Regions from separate parts of the Sus scrofa genome. Here region 2 is linked to region 1. A link is a contact called in public Hi-C data. All regions are on one chromosome and are shown on one strand. The core of a region is the stretch at or near the end of the contact, and the rest is flanking DNA. Distances in the headings are between cores, read along the strand shown. Region 1 holds the start of HIF3A (hypoxia-inducible factor 3-alpha). Region 2 overlaps LOC100513542 (serine/threonine-protein phosphatase 5).

Evidence for each region. A called contact is a pair of places that touch in the nucleus more often than the background predicts.
Region 2: a contact with region 1 is called in a Hi-C map of liver, with 1.9 times the contacts expected there. The contact joins the enhancer-like site here to the promoter of HIF3A in region 1. A contact is called at or near these places in 1 of 5 promoter capture datasets (fetal liver), 11 of 47 Hi-C or Micro-C datasets (alveolar macrophages, blood, fetal heart ventricle and 5 more) and 1 of 2 datasets of contacts at active chromatin or transcription factors (skeletal muscle).

The regions. Positions count from the first base shown.
Region 1 is chr6:52,340,383-52,345,836 of Sscrofa11.1, forward strand. It overlaps HIF3A (hypoxia-inducible factor 3-alpha), which reads left to right and starts at 2,511. Exons shown (of 15, transcript XM_021094603.1): 1 at 2,511-2,592. The coding sequence starts at 2,567.
Region 2 is chr6:52,389,090-52,394,543 of Sscrofa11.1, forward strand. LOC100513542 (serine/threonine-protein phosphatase 5) reads left to right here. Exons shown (of 13, transcript XM_003127234.6): 3 at 3,634-3,781; 4 at 4,474-4,595. Among named protein-coding and RNA genes, the nearest start is that of PNMA8A, 37 kb to the right of the region's middle. Within about 2 kb of position 2,487, at least 17 of the 83 cell types and tissues checked have an H3K27ac peak or open chromatin away from gene starts, as enhancers often do. A contact at or near this core is called in fetal liver, liver and omental adipose tissue, where this site is marked.

The DNA of each region.
Region 1 (5,454 bases), core at 1,261-3,760:
CTTGGTCACCATAGAGACCAGAACCACTGCAGTCAAATTCTTTGTGTGTGTATGTGTTTATTTATTTTATGGCTGTACCTGCAGCATATGGAAATTCCCTGGGCTAGGGCTAGGGCTTATGCCACAGCCACAGCAACTTGGGATCTGAGCCTCATCTTCGACCTACACCACAGCTCACAGCAACGCTGGATCCTTAACTGACTGAACAAGGTGGGGGATTGAACCCTCATTCTCACGGACACTCTGTTAGGTTCTTAACCCACTGAGCCACAACAGGAACTCCTGCAGTCAGGTTTTTAACCCACTGTGCCACAGCGGGAACTGTTTTTTGCCTCTGAGCCATTGTATTCTCTTCCCTCTGCCAGGAATACTTTTCTCTCCCGCCCTCTTTACCTTCTTCACTCCTATTCATCCTTCAAGTCTCCATTTACATGTCACCTCCTTAGGAAATCTCAACACCCCCACAGCCTGGGTGAGGTGACTCCATTAAGCTCCCAAAGTTCCTGGTGGCTCGGATCACTCTATATTTTATCTTATTTTATATTATTTTATTTTATTTATTTTATTTTTTGGCCACACACACAGCATGCAGAAGTTCTGGGGCCAGGGATCAAACTTGAGCCACAGCTGCACCCTGAGCCATGGCAGTGACAACACCAGATCCTTAACCCTCTGTGCCACCCAGGAACTCATCTACATTTTACTAATGACAAATTCTGCCCTAAACTTCTGCTCTGGGACCAAAATTTGTCTCTTGAGACAAACAGAACATATCCTTCTAGTAAGAGCTCAAAACCATTTCAACAAACACATTTTCCATATTGCCTTTGCTTCCACGGACCACCAAGTGAAGTTTAACGCTAACCTACATCATAGATGCTTCATGCATCCATGTATAAAACTTTTAGTTCTGTTTTAAGATTTGTTTAACAAGCGCCAGTTTGCCTCGGGCACTGGAAATCCTCAGATTGCCTATCTGGTAGGACTCAGATAATCCCTGCTTCTTTGGATAGGACACTGCTTCCCTGCAGCCCTTTCTAATTCAAGCCTCTCATTCATATCAGCCCCAGTCACATATCCCACCCGCTTGGCAACTCCAGCAGAAAGAGAACCTCTTTCGTGGTAGTTGCAGCAAATGTCTCAGGGTTGCTTCTCACTGGACCAGGTTAGGGCACATGCCTTCCTGGAACCAATCCCTGTGATCAGGGGAAGAGAATAACCTGAAGAGGTCTAGTCCCTGGAGCTGGTGAGGGGAGGGGTATGGCCAGCCATCTTCAAATTAAATAGAATGAGAGGGGAGAGAAGTGGTTTCCCCAAAGAAAACTGAGTAGGATGCCAGGGTGGGCAACAACCACAGACTCTGCTAGAGTGTCCTCTTCCGTGCCCCAAACTGCATCCAGAATACTGATGCAGAAGTCTTTGGAAGTTCCCATGTGACACAGAGAGTTAAGGATCTAGCGTTGCTGCAGCTGTGGCGCAGGTCGGAATGCCAGCAGGGGTTCCATCCCTGGTCCCAGAACTTCCATGTGCCACAGGTGCAGCCAAAAAAAAAAGAGAGAATATTGATCCTCTTTGGATAAGTGCCCCACTACACACACCCACACACACACCCACACACCACACACCACACACACACACACACACACACACACACACACACACACACCCTCCTGCTTCTTATCCAGTTGTAATCCTTTGGCCACTCCTTGGTGACATTGTGCCTTTCACTTCTTACTTCGCTGATAGAAAGTCAGCATTTCTCTGCTCTTCTTAAAAGTGGCTGTGATTAACTTTGACATGTTTACTTGACATAAAGTTAATCACTCAACACAATGGGAACCTGAAAAGGGAGAGGCAAGGAGGTGGGGCTGGGGTACAGAGGGTGCCAGACCGGAGGAGCTGGGGCCGGAGGGAGTGGGCACCAGAGGAGAGATGAGGGTGGAAGGAAGGGGCCGGGGACGAAGAGGGAACGCTGGGGGTAGAGGGGGCGGGGATTGTAGAGCTGGGCTGGGGCGGGGAGTTGGGGGCGGAGGAGAAAAGCGGGGGGTCTCAGCGGACTGGGAAGAGAAGCTAAAGGAGGCAGAACTGGGCTACTGAGGGGTTGGGCTGGGAGGTCGGAGGGGCCCAGCCGGGGTGGGAAATAGAGGGATGGGAGTGGGAGTCAGAGGGCGGGGCCTGGGGTGTAAGGAACAGAGTGAACTTGGTGGATTCCGAAGAGTATTGGTGTCCGAACTTGGCGAGAGAGCCTGGGCCAGAAGTCTCGGCCCTCGGCCCGTGCGTGGTGAGGGATACACTGCCGAGAAGTCCGCGGCCACGGGTGTGGCTGGCGGGGGTGTGTGTATTCCATGGTACCCGCCCCCCCATATACACACACTCCGGAGTTCCAAGTCTTCGTCTCTGGTCCCGCCTCTTTCTTGGAAGTGACAGGCCGCTCGCCCAATTAGAGCCGCGGGCCTGGCGCGGCGCAGCCAACCGCGCGTCGGGGGGCGGAGCTGGGGAGGGGGCTCGCGGGCCAGGGGAGGGGGCTGGGGGCCTCGAAGGGCTCCAGAGCGGCGAGTGGCGAGCCATGGCGCTGGGGCTACAGCGCGCAAGGTACTGGGCCTTGGGGGGCAGGAATGTTAGGAATTGGGGGGCTCTTCTTGCAGCGACCCCCTGAGCCGGGTGGGGAAGACGTGAGTGCGAGCCTAGGGCGCCCTCGGACGCGCGGTTGGAGGTACATCCCCGCCTCCCCCTCCACCCTAAGGGATTGCCGGGTGGGGGCATTTCCCCAAGTCCCCTGCTGCCACGCCCCTCTAGCCTAGGGCGACTTCGGGGTCTAATCCTTGATTTCCTGCTGCTCCGGGTTCGCTTCCCCTCCTCGTAGGGGGTGAAACTCGGGGTCCCCACAGAGTTGGGGGTGGTTGCGTTTGAGCAGTTCCCGGTTTCTGCAGGAGGTATTTTCCGTCCGCATATTGACCATCTGGCCCCTGACCCCCCAGAAGTGAAGTTGTTCGTTGCCACCAGACCCGTGGGATCCTAGGGGATACGAGGTGTCTCCAAATTGAGCCTTCCCAGATATAGTCTCTAGGAAGCGAAATCCCCTTTAATTGGACCCTCCCTGACATAGTCTTCCAAACCTTAGGTTCCCTAGAACTAGGCAGAGGGGGTCACCTTTCAGAAGCCACCTGGGACCCTTCCCAGGGGCCTTTTTGTATCCTTTGGAAGGTGGGGTCACCCCTTTAATACCAGGAAAACAACCTGACCCAGTTATCAAGGTCCAATCTCTTATCTCACTCATCCACCCCCACGTAGTCCCTGAGAGGCTGGGAAGGGGCACCCAAGCCTTATTTTGGGAAGACCCCAGAGAGGTGCCCAGCCTGATTCAGGTCCAGCTGTGATGGGAGCGCCCCTTGCCACGGGCCCAGGTGGGGTCACCCTGAGCAGGGGGTGGGTTTCTGTGTTCCCTCGCCAGCAGGTGCAGATCTGCTGGGGCAGCACAGACTGGTGCTCTAGGGCCACTGTCAAGGGGTCCTCTCTGGTCATGTTTTCATGGGACCCGGGAAAATGTCCCTGACCCTTAGGTTTCCCCCATCTAATCTGAGGCGTCCAGGAAGCCTCACCCCTTCCCCTCCTCCCTGGCTTTGCAGGTCTGATTGGATCCGTCCACACTTCCATGTTTTCTAACCCCACATCTATTCCCCCCCACCACCAATTCTATTCCAGTCTCTGGCTCTGGGCCTGCCAGGGAACTCTATCCCACCCTTTCTGGGCCAGCCCTGGCCCAGCCCCTTCCAGCACCCCCTCCTGGTCGGGTGGGGGCCCCTCTTAGCTGAGCTGGGGCGCGCCCCCCTCCCCATCCAAGGCCAGCCCTTTCCTGTGGTGTCATCCGAGCCCACGCACCTCCCATTCATAACTCGCACCCCGATCCCGGACACACTCCATCCCCTCCTGCACCCCCAGGATGGCACGTAGGCCAAACAGGGTCTGGGTGATGGTGAGTGGGGCCCCCCCATACTCCCTTACCCCCATCCCTTCTTCCAGCGTGGCCTTATGCCACCCCACCTCAGGCAAGGATGCTTCTCGGGGGATCCCTGATGGGCACTCAGCCCCAGGCGTCCCCAGGTCAGAGGGTTCCTGGAGAACATAGGACCTCGGGCACAGGCCCCTCCCTGGATTACCATGTCCTTGGGAATTAACAGAGTCAGGGGTAGAGAGACTCCCCCCAACCCCAAGTCCCTTCTCAAATCCAGACTCTGGCTCTGGCCCCTTGGGTCTCTCAGATCACCTCAGGGCAATCCAAGAGGCATCTCTGCATGGATTTCAACCTAAACACCCCCCCAACTTCTGCACTCTCTGTAAGACCCCCAATATCCAGCTGAGTGTCAGAAGAGAGAGGTCCAGGGGCAGCGCTGAATGTGAGGGAGGGTGTCCCGCTTTCTCCGTGCCTTTGCTCCTGGGGGCAAGTTCTTCAGGGTGGGGAAGAAGTGGGCTTCTCCCTCTCTTGGCTGGGGTTGGGGGGGCACCAGGCCTCTGTCCCCGTTCCCAGACCCTACCGTGGGGCCTCCCAGCCTGGCCCCGCCCCCTGTTCTCTGCTGGAACACAGAGGAAGGGTGGCAGGGTTCCAGCTGCACGTCCCAACCTGGGCAGAGTGCCAAGGGGCTGGACCAGGGCCGGCAGGGAGCCAGCTGTGGAGAGTGGCCAGCTGGGGAAATCCGGAGGCAGTGGGGTGGGACAAGGGGAAAGGACTGGGACCACTGGGCAGAGAAGGGGCAGGACAGGGGTCCTTCGAGTGGCACGCCCACCAAGGCATGGCATTTAAGAACACAGGCCCAAAGTCAGGGTTCACATCGCCGCTCACCCACTTCCTGGCTGTGCGGCTTTGTGCGGGCGATTGCCCTTTGAGGCTCAGTCAGTTTCCTAGCCTGGGCAGTGAGGGTTATGCCCCCCGACCTCGGCCCCTGCACCAGAGCAAGATAAGGAGCAGTGAGGGGACGGATCTTAGGGGTGGGCCACCTCAGAGGTGGGCAGTAAACTGTGCACAAGTCAAACCAAGTTCTGGGCAGAAGCAGGTACGTGGTGGGACCGACAGACGCGGTGAGCGTTGTTGCACATTGGCCGAGGGCCCCAGGATGACTACCTAGGTTCTTTGGGCCGGATTAATGCCAGTGCTTAGAGCCTCCGTTTCTGACTCTATAAAAGGGAGCTCGCCTTTCCTGGTTCATAGAGTTACTCCAAGGATTTAATGGGGTCTCCAAGCTCGCAAGTGTCCAGTACAGCAGAGCGTTCCTTATTATTGCTGTCACTATGATTTAGTCTTCTTTTCACAATCACACACACACACACCCTGTGGGGTTACCACGGAAGCCCAAGGGTTTCTCTAGTGCCTAGGAGGCTCCTAAACCTTCCACACCTGATGTGGACAAAAGCTTTATACAGCACTAGCCAATGGCCAGGCCTGGTACCAAGCCTTTAATG
Region 2 (5,454 bases), core at 1,237-3,736, 49 kb after region 1:
TGAGTTCACTCGAGTTTTTCCACTTGTGGGGTGCAGACCCAAGTGTCGTGCCTCCACTGCCTGCCCCGAGCACCTGGCTGGCCTCAGCTGTCCCTGTGCCTCTGGCAGGCACAGCCCCTGCCTGGGCTATGTCCTGTCACCTCTGCACTGGAAATAATCATGGAATTCCTGCTGTGGCTCAACGGGCTAAGAACCCGCCTGGTGTCTGTGAGGGTGCGAGTTTGATCCGGTGGTGCTGTGGCTGTGGTGTAGGCCGGCAGCTGCAGCTCCGATTCGACCCCTAGCCTGGGAACCTTCATGTGCTGGCGGGTGTGCCCTGCCCCCCGAAAGAAAATAATCATAATGGCCCGCCACATGTTGTCATGTCACCCAGAGGTCAGGAGCACTTGGTGAGGGACCTGGTTTTTGCTGCTGGTCTCTAGTCCCTCACCTCAGTTCTAAACCCAACTGTTTGAAAAAACAGTCTGGTAAGTTCAGTCAACTCGTTTGGTGATGAAAGCTGACCTGGACTTAAAATAGGAGGCTGTCAATGGTCTTGAATGCTCCCAGGTGGTGCAATTGGAGGTTTTGCTGCAGAAACAGAAGGGTGTGTAGTCTCCAGGTGCCACCTGGTCCACTGGGGGCGTCACATAACATACAGCCCTGGCACCGTGTCACCTTTCTGAAATCCGGGCAGTTCCCAGTTCCCCAGTACACGCAGCCCCCATGGCTTCACATGGGGATGTTGAGCCTGTGTTAGCGTTTTGTCGGTTGGAGCACTGTAGTTACTGCCCATTAGTACTCCCAGCTGAAAAGGCTCCTTTTTGAAAACAGCTTTTAATTTTGAGAGTGCCATAGCTTCACTCGGAGTTATAAGAAGTAATATAGAGGTCCCATTCTCCCAGTTTCCCCACTGACATAACTGGCATCATTACGAAAATACCATAGTCAGATACTGACACGGACATGGCCTAGATCCCACTTTGTTGGGTTTTTTGTTTTTTGTTTTTTTTTTTGGTTTTTTTGTCTTTTCTAGGGCCGCTCCTGCAGCATATGGAGGTTCCCAGGCTAGGGGTCTAATCAGAGCTATAGCCGCCGGCCTACGCCACAGCCATAGCAACGTCAGATCCGAGCCACATCTGCGACCTACACCACAGCTCACGGCAATGCCGGATCCTTCACCCACTGAGCAAGGCCAGGGATCGAACCTGCAACCTCATGGTTTCTAGTTGGATTCATCTCTGCTACGCCACGACAGGAACTCCGGGGCCCGATGTTAAGTTGTCACATTACCCCCCCCACCCCAGGATTGCTGGCACCCTCCTTGCTTTCTAGATGCTGAGGGAGGCCAGAGAGGTGGGGCTGCCTGCACTCTGACCATGACCAGCGTCTCCCTGAAGGGGTGCAGGGCGCTGTGGGGACGATGGCCGAGAGTAGGGAGGTGAGCACGTCCCAGCGTGCATGGCGGGAGTCACAATCTTATGCAGGGAGAGAACCAAACGCTGGCTTCTTAGATCAGTGTCTTTGCCTCTCTGGGCCTCAGTTTCCTTATCTGTCCAGTGGAGATTGTGATCACACCACGTAGCGCTGCTCTGACGATCAAGTGAGCAGGGCAGTTGCTTACACCCTCAGACGCATAGTAAGCACTGCACTGGGTACGCTTGCCGCTGCTGTTACTGCCCCAGCTCCTTTAGTCCCGGCAGCGTAGTGTTGTCTGAGAACCCGGCAGGGGCTCAGAGGAGATGCTTGGGGTGGCGGGGTCGTCCTTGTCCAGTCAGGACGTTTGTTGACATCTGGGACTCAGCCTCAGCTCCCGCCTCCCAGCCACCTTCCAGTGGGGAGGCAGGTTCCTGCAGTACTCGGCCTGCTGGGGAGCCCCGAGGGGGTACCTGACGCAGCCTGGCGGATGGGGGCAGTGGTTGCACATGAGGGAGCTGAGAGCCGGAAGAGGAGCAGGAGCTAGAAAGGAGCTGGAGGTGGAAGTGTGCTCTGGGCCAAGCCTGTACGAGGCCTGGAGGTGAGCGGGAGCTGGCCCCTTTGGGGACTTGTGAGTTTGGTCTGGCTGGTAGTGCTGAGCAAACAGAGGGTGGCTTGGACTTTATCCTGGGGTGTGGACTATAACCTCTCCTCGTTGGGAAGGACTCCAGGGAATGCCTGGTGCTGCTTTTCTCCTAAGCCTGGCACGGTGCCCCCACCCCAGGTGGAGCTGCCTGGCAGGGTGCCCTAGCCTGAGCCTGCCCAGACCCAGCTCCCTGCCACCCCACCTGGCCTGCATACCCATTCTGGGGGGTGGGGGAGCCCCATTGACCCTCGGGGATCAGCAAGTGCCTTTGTCCGGGCTTCTGACCCTTTCTGGTGGTCTCTTTCCACCAGGGACATGGCAGCCCTGGCAGCCCTTCCTGCCCGCTGTGGGGAGCAGGAGCTGAGGGGGCCCACACCTAGGGAGGCCAGCAGGATGGGCAGGTCAGCCAGGGTCCACTCCTAATCGCACTGACAGTAGCTAAAGGGCGTCTCGGAGTGAACTCACTTGCCCAAGGTCACACAGCAAGTGAGGGGCAGAGCCGGGCTCTGCGTGCAGGCCTGCCTGCTTCTGAGCTTGGAGGAGTAGAGTTTGTAGGAAGCAACGTAGAAGGGAGGGACAGCGCCGGCTCCTTTTACTGAGAACTAAGCGTGTCCTGAGGTCTGGGGCTCAGTGCGTGTGATCTCATTTAATCCGCACAGCAGCCTATGAATGGCGGCCGAGGAGGGCAGCATGTGAGCATGTGGAGTTGACTCTTGCCCGGCCCCGCTGCGTGCACTCACTCAGTCCTCTCAGCTGCCCGCTGAGGGGGACGGGGTCGCAGGCAAACTCATTGCCCAGGTCACGCTCCTGATGATTGCAGAGCTGAGATTGGAACCCACGAGTCCTGGATCTGTGACCCAGTCTCTACCTTCCTTCAGAAGAGAAAACTCAGGGGCTCATTTGCCCTGGGTCCCTCCCCACCTCCCGCAAAGCCCAAAGTTGAATGAGGGCCTTGCCACCACTGGGTGCCGGCTGCTGCTCGCCCACCCAGGCTGCCCGCCAGGCCCTGTGTTCATTACTTAGCCTCCCAACAGCCCTGGCAGGTGGAGCCTGTCGTGTCTGCATTTTGTGGATGAGAAAACTGAGGATCATGGAGTCCAGGTTCCCCGGCAAGTCATTGCCTCTTCAGATGAGTCTGGGCTGTTAACAGAGACTTTGGATCAGCCCCTGCTTTCCTCTCAATCCCACCCACCTTGGAAATAACATCATGAACTGTGCCTCGGCCCACCCTGGTTCCAGCGAGGAAGCTGGAGCTGGACGCGTGCCTCCAGTGGCCAGTTGATGGTGGTCAGAGCTGAGATTTATTATGAGTGTCTGTGTGGGTTAACATGTTTACCTTCTCAGCAGCCCTGTGTTGGCAGCTCCGTCAGGCCCACTTTGGGGGTGCAGAAACCGAGGCCTAGAGGCTGAGCCCAAGCTTGTATCCCTGGTACCCGGTGGCCCAGCCACTCTGCTCCACGTTGGTGGAGCCTGGGGCCAGGCAGGCCAAAGATGGCCATGGCGTCTGTCTCCTTGAGGCTCCTTTGCCCGACCTCGGCCTGGGCGTTGATACCTGTTCCCTTCCTTCCCCTCTCACCCACCCACACACCCAGGTGGTGAAGGTGAAGCCCCACGACAAGGACGCCAAGATGAAGTACCAGGAATGCAACAAGATCGTGAAGCAGAAAGCCTTCGAGCGGGCCATTGCAGGTGATGAGCACAAGCGCTCCGTCGTGGACTCACTCGACATCGAGAGCATGAGTGAGTAGGGTCTGGGTGCGCTCTCCGTGCCCTACCCAGAACATTGCACATCCTGGCCTGGACCTTCCATTCCCCTGCATGCTGGGGCCTGGGGGCCGTGGGGCTCACGCACCGTCTGTTGCTCCTCTGCCTGCGCACCTGGGGACTCCACAGTCCAGAGCTGGGGCTGCAGGCCCCCAGGTCCAGCGAGCTTCCCTGCTGTACTGCCCACCCTGCCACCCACAGCTGCACCCACCTGTTGTGGACCTTCCATGTCTGATTTGTCCTTAGGTCCCCTAGGCACTCAGATGAGTCATTCATTCCGCAGATGACTGTTGGGCACCTCCTGGGTGCCAGACGCTGGTGTAGGCCCTGGGGATGCAGCTGTGGACAGACCTGTCCCTGCCCTCGAGGGGCTGGTGTCCCGGTGGGGAGAGGATGGACTCGTCAGCTCACAGTGCTGAGCGCGGTCACGTCCTGGCAGGGAGGGGCCGCGGTAGACGGGGAGGGCACCGAGAGGGCCTGGGAGCTGACCTGAGCGGAAGGAGCGGCCATGAGAGGCCCCGGCCAGGGGAGGACGCTTCTCTCACTCCGTCCCCCTCTCAACCTGTGTGTCCAGAGCCGTGTCTGCCCCGTGCCTGGGAGCCCGGCCCCACTTCCCACCCTCCCAGTGGCCGTGGCCACTGACTCTGGTCCCCCCATTCACACACCAGCCATCGAGGATGAGTACAGCGGGCCCAAGCTGGAGGACGGCCGAGTGACAGCCACCTTCATGAAGGAGCTCATGCAGTGGTACAAGGACCAGAAGAAACTGCACCGGAAGTGCGCCTACCAGGTAACGCCCCGGCGGGGGCTGCCCAGCTGTGCCTGAAGCCCACCGCAGAGGGCCACTCCAGGACGGGGGTCCCGGTGGCCCGCGCTTGCTGAGCCCGGGGCGCGCCAGGCGCCATGCAAAGGAATCCTTTACTTCTAGCGTTTCCACTGGCTTATTTTTGAAGACCGCTTTCATCTCTCTGCCACATATGCTCGTGCATGTCATTTGCCTTTCCTGCTAGAGCCTTTAACACATTTTTCATGGTTATTTTCAAGTCTCTGTCTGGATATTCCACCATCTGGGTCATCTCGCGGTCTGCTTCCATTGTCGGCTTTTTGTGTCTTTAAATTTTTTATTGTATGCCAGACATTTTGTGTAAAAGAACAGTAGTTCTCTTGTGGCAGTGGGTTAAGGATCCGGCATCATCACTGCAGTGGCTCAGGTCACTTCCATGTGCCGTGGCCACGACCAAAAAAAACAGTAGCGACCAAGGCAAATAACGTTTTTCTGCACATCATGGCAGGACCTGGTTCTGTCGGGCTGCTAGTGGCAGGGCTGTGTCCCTCTCGTCGGCAGTCGAGGGGCAGCTCTTCTTGGCCTTTGTTCACGGCTGGCTTCAGATTTTTTTCAGAGTGAATCAGGACGCTCCTGTCAGCAGGGCTTGGGATCTCAGCCCTGCCAAAATCCTGGGCATGTCTTTGCGCTGTCAAGTCTCCAGCTTTTGAAACTGTAGGAAAACGCTACATTTTTTTTTTTTTTCCCCCTCTACAGACCTGCTGCCAGATTTTGGGGTGGCTGGTGAGTTTTCCGCTCTCTAGTCTCGCCCCCACTTTTGTGCCTCAGAAGGCCTCTCTCCACCACGCCGCCTCGTGCCCGCGTG